Regions from separate parts of the Mus musculus genome. Here region 2 is linked to region 1. The links are chromatin contacts, called in public Hi-C maps. All regions are on one chromosome and are shown on one strand. Each heading gives the region's core, a stretch centred on a gene start, on an enhancer-like site or on the middle of the called end of the contact. The rest is flanking DNA. Distances are from core to core; before and after follow the strand shown. Region 1 has its middle 120 kb from the start of Gm12159. Region 2 has its middle 100 kb from the start of Gm22284.

Region 1 (5,610 bases), core at 951-3,450:
GGCCAATCATGAGCTTGGGGCCAGAGTAAGACCCAGTTTGGCCAGGACTAGGAATGATAGTATGTGTTTGTGTGCTTGTTTTTTGTACACTTTGGGGTTGTATTCATTACCTAGCAAACAACTCTGCTTTCTAAGGCAGAGACCACATGTCATCACGGTCTGTAGACGTCTTGATGTGGCGATGTTTCTTACACTATAATGCATAGGGGGAATGGGGGTGGTGCTTCCTTTGCAGGTCACAGACCCGGACACAGTCAAGGAAAACACCTCTGTCTGGCATTAGTTCATATTCTCAATTCTAATCTTTCACTGGCTGCTCTTTTTATACAATAAAGTGTAGGTTCCAGGCTCAGAACACCAAAGACCAAGAGTGACTGTCACGTCTGTGATCCCGTTGTTTTATCTGTAGTGGTTCCTCTCAACTTCTGGCATCCACTACTGACTTTCCGTTTGGGGTAAAGATTGAAAGTGCCCATTTTAAGTAAATCTTTCTGAGGACAAAACCAGAGTCTATTGTGGGGGAGAAAAGTATGTACCAACTAGGATACAGGTATTGGGTGGATTGTGGCAAAGGGCGCAGACTGGAATAACTGGTGTTTGGCAAGTAGTGATAAAAGAACTGCACTGTCCCTTCGTCTGCTCGCCACGAGCAGCCCCATTCCTAACAGTGCTTCCTTCATTCACAGAGGAAGTATATTGTACTTTATATTAAGTACAAATATTTTCCTGAGAGCTTAATGAACTGAACTGACTTGGGAGAGGCAGCTGATCCTCTAATATGTGATACACTTGGGGACCATTTCTAGGTCTCCTTACACCATGCACTCTCGGTGTAAATGCTGCCTGTACCCGCTTCCTTGTCTTCTCCAACCTCCCTGTACACCAGCCAGATCGCCTTTCTCCAGTTCCTCGAATATGCTTCTTTGTCTCTGCTTCTGAGCCTTCTCCCATGCTGAGAATTTTCTACAACCCCAGACTCTCTTTCCATCTCTTTTTTAGTATTTGAGAATTCATGTGCACATCTAAAGCCCTGTGACCTAAACTACCCCTTGCCTCTCAATTGTCTCTCAATTCCTCTCCTTTCCTCACTAGTACCTTTTCCTCCCAACTTCATGAATTCTCTCTCTCTCTCTCTCTCTCTCACACACACACACACACACACACACACAGAGAGAGAGAGAGAGAGAGTCTGCTTAATGCTACCTGTATGGCTATGGGTATATGACCATATACTGGAACATGGGTAGCCTTTTGGACCATGAGCCATATCTTTGAAGAAAATGGACTCTTCCTCCCCTAACAGTTCTTCAAGACAGGTGTACTTAAAAAACCACTTCAGTATTGATATGCCTACTGTCTGCTTCCCCTACTGAGCTATAATCTCATGAACTCAGGGAATTTGCGTCATGGTTAATTCTCAAGAAGTACGTTTGTAAAGGACAGAATCCGGACCCACAACAGGGACCTAAAGACATTTAGGTGGCTGGGGGAATAAACAGATTCATTGTCACACCTAGAGGTTAATTGGGGAGCTCTGATCACCAGCCATAAATAGTGACCAAGACAATTTGGGTGTCAAATGAAGCGGGGAGCCTAAGTAAGCAAACCTGGCCACCCAAATTTATTGCCTGCAAAAACAAGATTCCAAGAATGTTGGTTGAAGTCAGCTATTCTGTGGGCTTGAGCTCCTAACATTGTGAATTTCCGTAGCTGCAACTCTGTGCAGAAGATGCTGAGGCATGAGCCTCAAACTAGAAAACATTTCGAAGTAATGTTGTTCAATAACTTAATCCTTGTTAGGCTGTTGGGAAGAATATTTTCTCATATATACTATTATAAAACATTATGCCTCAGTCTCAAGTTCTGGGATATCCAATTACAATAGCTTTTTTCCACATTTATATTCTCTCCATTGTATTTAATTGCTTTTAACATTTTGAACAGATTTATTGTATATGACAGTGAGCAACTTGAGCCTGTGTATGAGCCAGCTCTGCTATTTCCTGCTCCCCACCCACCATCTCGCTAATATCATCCTGACTGCTTTCTAACTTTCTCATTAGTCTAGCTCCTGTCCTCTGCTTGGAGTGAAAACTGTCACAAACTCACTATATTATAAATACTCATAGCAGTCAATCCCACATACCAGCTCTGAGGTGCATGGTCTTCAGCAGGCATCAATGTGCTTGTTATTCTGTACACATCTGGATCATATTAAAGGGACAACTTGATCTCTAGTCCATGGAGACACCACCAACAGATTAACCATGTGAATATTCAGTCTAAAGTTAAAAATCTATGTCTCTCTGTGTGGGTAGGATAGACAGTTCTAGTTCAGCTTGGACATGTGAGTGGGTGGGTGTATGTGTGTTTCCTGTTCAATTTGGTCACACAATGGACGGCGTTTCAATGTTTAGCTGAAGCCATGCCAGATAAAGAAACTTGATAAATTAGTGAGGCTTTCTGAGTCATCTTCCACTCTCCATTCCCACATTAAACACCCTGTCCAAGGCTGCAACACAGATGGGATGCAAAAGGCATGTTCATATCTGAGAGCCAGTACAAACAGAGTGGCAAAGATCTGAGATGGAAGCACACAGGTGGTCAAGAGTCCAGCTATGGTAAGCGTTGACATGGCCTACGTGTCTCCAGAGTATTGGACTTTCTTTCCTTCCTACAGGTGTCGACTGGCCACTTGCTTGGGAACCCTGTCCAGAATTTGAATCATCATCACTCATGACTGACACCAGTCACTGGCCACTTTGTACGTGCCTGATGCTTTCTAGACATCACTTTGTTAATTCTTCAATCACCACACAAATTAGTTGCTTTTTTTTTCTCACAAATTTAGAAACAGACTCAAAGAGTGGAATTAACTAATGACTTTAAAAACTAAAACTACAGGCTAAGGATATAACTCAGTTGCTAGTGTATTTGTCCAGCATGAATGGAGCTCTGGCTTGAATCCTCAGTGCTAAGTAATCCCACTGGGAGTGGTGTTACATGCCTGTAATCCCCACATTCATAATGTACAGGAGGGGCATGAAAATGTCAAGGTCATTCCTATGCTACATAATAAACTTCAGACCAGCCTAGGCTACAAAACCCTGAAACTGAAATACAAAAACAAAAATAAATAAATAAATACCAAAAACATCAAAGCCTTTAACCACTATGTACTCTAAGCGACTTTTAACTATATTCTACCCTCATTGCACAAAACTGAATTTGTTCAGTGACTCTGAGGGTGGCCAGCCATTCTGCTATGAGGTACCGAGTGATTTTCTTAGACACTCTTCAGTGTGCACAGACATCTTAAGAAAGCACTTCAATGCAGATACTTCCTCATGTATAGAACAGTGAGTCAATCAATGGAGTCACCAAACGCTGAATGGGAAGTTTGTGTGAGAAGGCGAAGCATCTGGAGTCTCCTCCTTCCAAGGGAGGGGAGATAACAAGGAGAGTCCCCTCGGCAGCTTTCTGCTGAAGGCCAACTGGCAATCCTCGAAGTAAGCCAGAGTTTCATCTTGCTTGCAGCCACAGATATTGATTCTAACACTAATGCAGCTAAGAACTGGACCTTGAACAGTTTATGAAAGTTCCTCTGTGTGCTTGGGAAGCTGTGGCCTTGGCCTTCAAGCTAGTGCTTGGATGTTCTCTGTGGCTGCATTTCCAATCCCTGCTCTCCTATCTGGTTGCCATGGTGCCCCTGGACATTCTTCCTCTTCTTCTGCACGGAGCATCCTCCTCTTGTTACAGAGAAGTACATGTTCAGATGAAATTACTGGAGCATCCCATCATATTTATTAAGGCAGAGGAAGAAAATCAGAAAGGATTACAGTTTGTCTCAGCTGTCTGAAGAACTCACCTCCTACAACTAGAAAGATGCTAGATCCATGCTGTTATGCACTCTCTCTTTCTCTTCACTTAAAACTTAAATACACATAGGAATACCTTTCAGGGTATGACTTCAGGGAGAAAGAAAAAAAAATGACACATAGACAAAAGGTCAGAACATTCCAGAACATCAAGATTTCCTCATAGATGCATTCGGGCGGTTGTATTTCAAGGCACCAACCACATGTGTTTCATTCTCACAGTAAAAAAGAAAAAGAAAAAAAAATGAAGACGACCAAGGATCCCTGGGGAAGGCTTTCTCAGAGATGAATTCACACCGAACAGAAGTGGGACTGGGGGAGGAGGAAGAGGGGCCTGAGCTGCAGTGACAAGGGCTAATTGTTGTGACTAATTCAGCTTTTGGAAGGTACAACTTCATGGAGTGTGCTAGCTGCAGAGCACACTTCCCATTTTAATTAGCGGCACCATAGGGAGAAGATGGGCTTATAATTGAGTAGTTTGCCGATCGGTCAACTTCAGCCTGGAATCAGACTGCTGAGAAGTGGACACTTACTGAGAGCTTTGACTAGCAGGACGTCCTCTCCATTATCATGGCTGGGGTCAAATCAGGTTGTTGTCTCTTCTCTACATTTTTTTTTATTTGAGGACGAGGATGCCAAACAAAAAGTTGTCTAGACTCTGTCCTTCCCTGGCCTTCTGTTTACCTACCTTCTGTCCTGATATGCAAAGGATTGAACAGTTGGTATTTCCACCACTCCCCTTTCCTTCCTTAATTGGAGCACAGAGTTATAGTCTCTCTTCTTCCTGCCCCAACCATAGCCATCTCCTATCTGATCCCTTTCTTCCTCCATATTCATCTTCATGTTCGAGAGACCCTCTTTCCCTTATTCCATGGAGTCTCTGATGGACACTAAGTGCTATAATCTCCCTCCTCTTACACACCCTGGGCCTTGCCAAGAAAGAACGAGGTTCATGACCCAGTGTAAGCCATTTGGATTCATTTTTTTCCTGAGTCTCTGAGCCTTGAGAAAAATGTCCAAACAAAAATAGTTGAAGCCAAATATTCTAGAATCAAACTGTTGAATTTATTTGTCTCTGCTATTTAAGTCCTTTGCTCTTTGAGATCCTATAAATTCCATCCTGGCTCTCAAGACTCTCCAGATCTGTGGTGGAGGCTTCCATTTTCCAGGACCATGTTCCTCTCTGCTCATTGAAGCAGCATGGATATTGCCTAGGATGATGTGATAATTAAGATGTTATCTCAGGGAAAGCACCTCAGTGTACAGCATTCCCCATTTTCCTTTTCTAGAAGTTTCTAGTAGCAGATTTCCTTCTCCCAGGAGAAAAAATGTGTAGAAGAAAAGAAAATCATATTTGTGGTATACTGCGAAGATAAATAAAGAGACAGGAAGAAATGCGGCATTTTTGCTAATGAATCTGCATTTGGGGCCTGGCGTGAGCATCTCTGTCCCAGATGTTCTCATGGGATCTGCTGAGAAACTGCATTCCCATGGGATTGCCACTGCACTTTGGACCATGAGAGTGATTTGTCTGGCTCTCCTTCCTGCTTCTTCCTGCTGTCAGCCCACCCCCACATTATGCCACCCCCCCCACACTAGGGGTCGACCACAGATACATGCTTACATGTCACAGAGAGCATCTAAAGCCACCTCCCCTTCATTTCCCAGCTACATTTCGGGCATGGTTTGTATTAGCTGGCCTTAAGGAAGGCGAGTCTTGGCATGCTTTCAG
Region 2 (5,044 bases), core at 1,857-4,356, 300 kb after region 1:
ATGGATAGATAGGTGGGTGGGTGAGCAGGGTGGACAGGTGGGTACATAGGTAGATAAACTGGTAGCCGAGTGGATAGGTGAATGTATGAATAGATGGATGGATGGATGGATGGATGGATGGATGGATGGATGGATGGATGGATAGGTGGGTGAGTGGGTGGGTAGGTAGGTGGTTAGACACATGGATAGGTTGCTGGATGGATAAATGGATGAATGGATGGTTAGAAGGGTGGATGGGTAGATGGATAGGTGGGTGGTCAGTAGATGATTTGAAGAACAAACCGAATGATACTATGTTGGAAAGCATCGGCAAGTACTGACAAATGTGGCCTGTTTATAGTCAATGGAAATAGAATGATGATTCCCCACTTGGGCAATGGCAAAGGAGTCACTGCAAAGGAGTCACTGGTCAGCTATTAACACTTACACATTGGGTGCTTGGATGCCCAGATGCTAAAATGAAAGTGGAGGTCTCAGAGCATGAGAATAGCTGTGATAAATCTTTCAAAACTCCAGCTTCACTCACGCCAGGACACTTAAGCAGGCCACCCATTGAAAGTTTGAAACCTCATGCAGACATTTTAAGAATAAATATACTATATGCTTTATACATTTTACGAAGATTTATGATCAGAATTACTAATGGCAAGTTCGGTGGCAGACAGGAGCAGTTGGATAAAAGACCTTTAGAATCTAAAATCTAGGTATGTAGTAGGTGCCAAGAAAAATATAAGGTCCTATCCCTGAGCTGTACAGGTGACATCTGTACAAAGAACAAAGAGTAAAGTCCTTGATACGTGTCAACTATTTCAGAGCACTCCCAAAGTACAAGGAACAGCTCAGATCACCATGCCAATAAAGTGACATGGGCCGTCTCTGAGTCCCTTTCTTAAGTAGTCATTGGCCCACATCCTTCTGAAGAAAAGCTTCAGGAACAGGTGTGCAAGAAGCAAACAGATTGGAAAGTTTGAGCTCAACTGTCAGTGGAACAATATTAGAGGTTTAAAAAAAAAAATTTGCACGGGGCTCTCCCCTGCAGGAAAGCAGGGAGTGGTCTCCTATGTCAGGAGGAACGTTAAAGCAGCCATCACATATGGCTGTGTATTTAGCTGGGTTGTTATCCCTGTTTTACTGATGACACAAGCCAAGATTCAGAGAGATAAGGAGAGCTGGCCAAGGGCAGGAGAGATGGTTTAGCAGTTTAGAGCACTGGGTGATCTTCCAGATGACCTGGGTTTGACTCCCAGCACCCACGGAGCAGCTCACTACCGCCCTCTTCTGGCTCCTCAAGCATCATGTACACAAGTGGTACAGAAAAATATACATGGAGGCAAAACCAGCAGACGCATAAAAAAAAAATTGTTCACATTTTTAAAAACCATGTTTGAAAAGAAATAATTGCCCAAGACCACAGAGCCAATCAGCATCAGAAGTAGGAGTTCAACCGATGTTGGTTTTCTCCTAAATGCCAGCACATTGTACCACAAGGCAGAACTCATAGCACATGTCAGTGAAGTCACCTACCTCATTATCATCCCATTTCATGGATGAAGAAACTGAGTCCATTCAAGATAAACCAGTCCATCCAAGAGCTCATTGTCAATTTGTGACAGGCTCTTCAGTATGGGGTAAAGCATTCTCATCCTTTATATCTATTCAGAATTCTAGACAGAGGATGGAAGGGGACTTCCAAAAGCTCTAGTGTCTGGGAACCACAAAGCTCTGATACCTAAAGGGGCAAAGCTAGATTCCTGAGTCGAGAGAGAGCTTTATTGAGCTGTGGCTGTAGTATAGAGAAACCCTTCCCTTTAGTAGAGAAAGCCACCAGCCCACCTACAACCTGGCAGGGGAGGAGGGGACCACGCACTCTCCTCAAGCTCACTCGCGCACAGTGCCTCCCATCCTCTGAATGCACCAAGAGGCAGGAAGGAAGGGGTTCCCATACTGACATTTCCAAGGTCCCAGAACACGACAGAAGGAGGAGAAAGGGATACAGAGGCAGGAGGCACACCACTCTGATATTCAGGGATGCTCTCTGCATCTCCCACCATGAGAAATCTAAGCTCTTAACAAACACTTCATGAAAGCTAATGCTGGACCAGGAAAACTTAACACTGAGAAACTCAGAGCTTCTTCCAGCAGAGAAAAGGATCTCTTCATCCCCATAGCAGACAGGCCTCCTGTCCTAATGTGGTCAGCCCTCCCCTGTATAGTGAGAAGAAGCCCTGTTCTAGCCACCTGGAGAACCACAGCTTCTCTTGAGACTTTTTGGCTCCAGAAGACAAGTCAGTGCTGGTCTTTTCAGGAATGGAGGCTGGTGTTTCCTAGTTCTTAGTAGTAAATGCCACGTTCTAAATAAAGACAATCCCAGATGAAAATGATTTAAACATCCCAGTAAGATACATCCCTCTTCTGTATACCCTTGATGTATACACATACACACATGTGCATGTGCACACACATACACATTTACACACATACACTTAGATACATGTATGCATATGCATATCTACATAGACACATTCATACTTGCATGCACACACACACACACACACACACACACACACACACACACACACACACTTACCATATATGCACACATGCTCATCCATTCTCACTTAGGAATGAGGTTTCTGGAATGCAGAAAACCTGCTTTCCAGGTTTGCCTAAAGTTTCACCCTCAACTTCCACAGATCGCCCAAACCCCCAGCTGATTTGCTCATATTTCCTCGTTTAAATCAACAGTCTGATTTTATCAACAATGCTCTGCGGAGGTTTATTTCTTCAAACAGACTGTGCTCCTCGTTGCTATAAAGTTAATTTTCTGTTCTTTGTTCACTTCCCTAATCTTCAAATTATATCCTCCTGTTCCCTGATTGCTTACTATTGGAAAAACAGCCCTTTTTTTGCTTCCAGTTTGAATATTTCAAGCCTTATCTTGATGACCCTAATCGCTCTCTCCCCTCGATGGCCTCTCAGGGAGGCAGTAAGTAACTAGCAAGGGTGTGGAACATCACAGGAACAGACAGGGCTCTGGGGCCAGGGCCAGGCTTCTGTGAGGACCACATTCTGCTTTCCCCCTTTCCTGTTTCTTGGAGTGTGGGAAGAGGCTGGCTTTGCTGCAGAGAGGATTAGAAATTCTGGGATCTGCTCCATGCTCTCAGAGAGTCTTAGTGGGAAGACAGAACTGAAGCTTGCAGAATCATGGACAAACGCTTCCGAGGTGGAACGACCTCTGCCTACGCTGCAGAAGAGATTTGATTTGATGATGCTGTTGAGAAACGGCCTAAGGAGGCCAGGCGGAGGAAACTTGACACTTGAGACTCAAAAACTCTGGGAATAGGGAAGGAGCAAAATGGAATCAGTCTTCAAACTTTTGAGATTCTTAAAGAAGAGAGGAGGAGACCCAGCTGTAACAAATGCTCAAGAGAAGTCAATCTGTTTGTGACCACATGGGGGGAAAGGAACTGAAGAAAAAAATAAAGAAATTGGTTTTGTGTGTGAGTTATTTATTTTGGTTTGGGTTGGGATGGGTTGGGAGAGAGGGAAGCTTTGATGTTGTTATTGTTGTTGTTGTTGTTGTTGTTGTTGTTGTTGTTGTTGTTTTAATTCTTTTTTTAAAAAATCCTAACCAAGATTATAGTGAGAGAAGTTTGGTCCCAAGATCAGACACCTAAGTTCTAATAACTTCAAGACTGATACACTACTAATGATGGCAAGACCAATAGATGTTCCCCGCACAAACAAACCATTGTTTCCTGATAGAATTTTCCATGTTTAATAATAATAAAGGCTGTGATTGTGTTTGCCAGACACTGTTCAAATACGTCCCCTGCACCTCTGCATTTAACCTTTAAAGTATTATTGTCCCAGTTTCACAGATGAGAAAGCTGAGACCCAGAGCCTGGTCATTTGGTGAGGGTCACAGGTAGCTAGGATTCCAGTGAGATCTATTTGTGCCCTAAGCTCACATTCAAACAGTTATTTCTGAAATGAATGTGTGGCTCACAACTGACGCATCATTCAGCATCCCGGCCTTGCCCTAGGTTTAATCATCACTGCGACTTCCTGTGAGGTGCTGTATTCCATCTACTCAGAATCTCCCTCCCGGCCTTATCTCTAGAACACAGTTTTCCAAGGTCCTTAGGCCATGCCAGGGCATGGCAACTCTTTGTTTAAAGTGTGTGTGTGTGTGGAGGGGGATCATAAACATTTTAGATGCCGCAGATTATATGTCTCTGTTCCGTATTTTTATTTGGTTTTGGCTTTTTCAATACTTTTAAAGATATACAATGTGTTGGCTTTGTTTCCTGCCCCTGGCCTCAAACCCTCAGAGTCAAGTTTGAAATGCCCGTCTCTCCCTATCTAGCCATCCAATCACCAAGCACTCAGATGCCTTTCATAATACCCTTGATATTTTTCATAGTGATTCGACTCCCCCGTCCTTGCCTCTTTTCTCATAGCCCCCCCCCACACACACACACACATACACACACACACACACACACACTTCCCAAACAGCCCACAGGCCACCATGTAATTCATTATCCTCACAGAACACTTTGTACAAAGCATTCCCTTGCTCAAACATCTTCACATCTAAGCCCCTTCCTCTGCACTCATGGGCAGATCCCCCAGAACACACACACTGTTGTCTGGTCCTCATTATCATACGTAGCAGGCCAGCCAACACTGAGTGGGCATGAATAGGAACCGTCGCCCTGTTAAGCGCATACATCAGCTCACTGAGCCTCTCAGCATCACCACAGATAGCTGTGATGATCAACGAGGGGTGCAGGTGAGGTGCTATTCATGTGTATGTGGGGAAGGGGGTACATGTCGGGAACAGAGAACATGTAGGCCAGAAGTCAACCTCAGGGGATGTTTCTCAGGAGCCATCCACCTTGGGTTTGGGGATAAGATCTCTTGGCTTGGTACAGAGAGCAAGGTGGGCTGGCTAACCAGTGATTCCCAAGAATCTGCCAGTCTCTACCTCCCTGTGCTGAGCTAAGTGTGCACTAAGTATCTTCAACACCAGTTGTTT

Evidence for each region. A called contact is a pair of places that touch in the nucleus more often than the background predicts.
Region 2: a Hi-C map of uterus shows a contact between it and region 1, with 4 times the contacts expected there. The contact joins two enhancer-like sites. A contact is called at or near these places in 3 of 15 datasets of contacts at CTCF or cohesin (the NIH/3T3 cell line, pro-B cells and stem cell-derived epiblast-like cells) and 5 of 484 Hi-C or Micro-C datasets (adipose-derived mesenchymal stem cells, embryonic fibroblasts, pre-B cells and 1 more).

What each region holds. Positions count from the first base shown.
Region 1 is chr11:45,233,656-45,239,265 of GRCm38.p6, forward strand. No RefSeq gene overlaps it. Among named protein-coding and RNA genes, the nearest start is that of Gm12159, 120 kb to the left of the region's middle. Within about 2 kb of position 2,201, at least 11 of the 459 cell types and tissues checked have an H3K27ac peak or open chromatin away from gene starts, as enhancers often do. A contact at or near this core is called in uterus, where this site is marked.
Region 2 is chr11:45,532,620-45,537,663 of GRCm38.p6, forward strand. No RefSeq gene overlaps it. Among named protein-coding and RNA genes, the nearest start is that of Gm22284, 100 kb to the right of the region's middle. Within about 2 kb of position 3,107, at least 16 of the 459 cell types and tissues checked have an H3K27ac peak or open chromatin away from gene starts, as enhancers often do. A contact at or near this core is called in uterus, where this site is marked.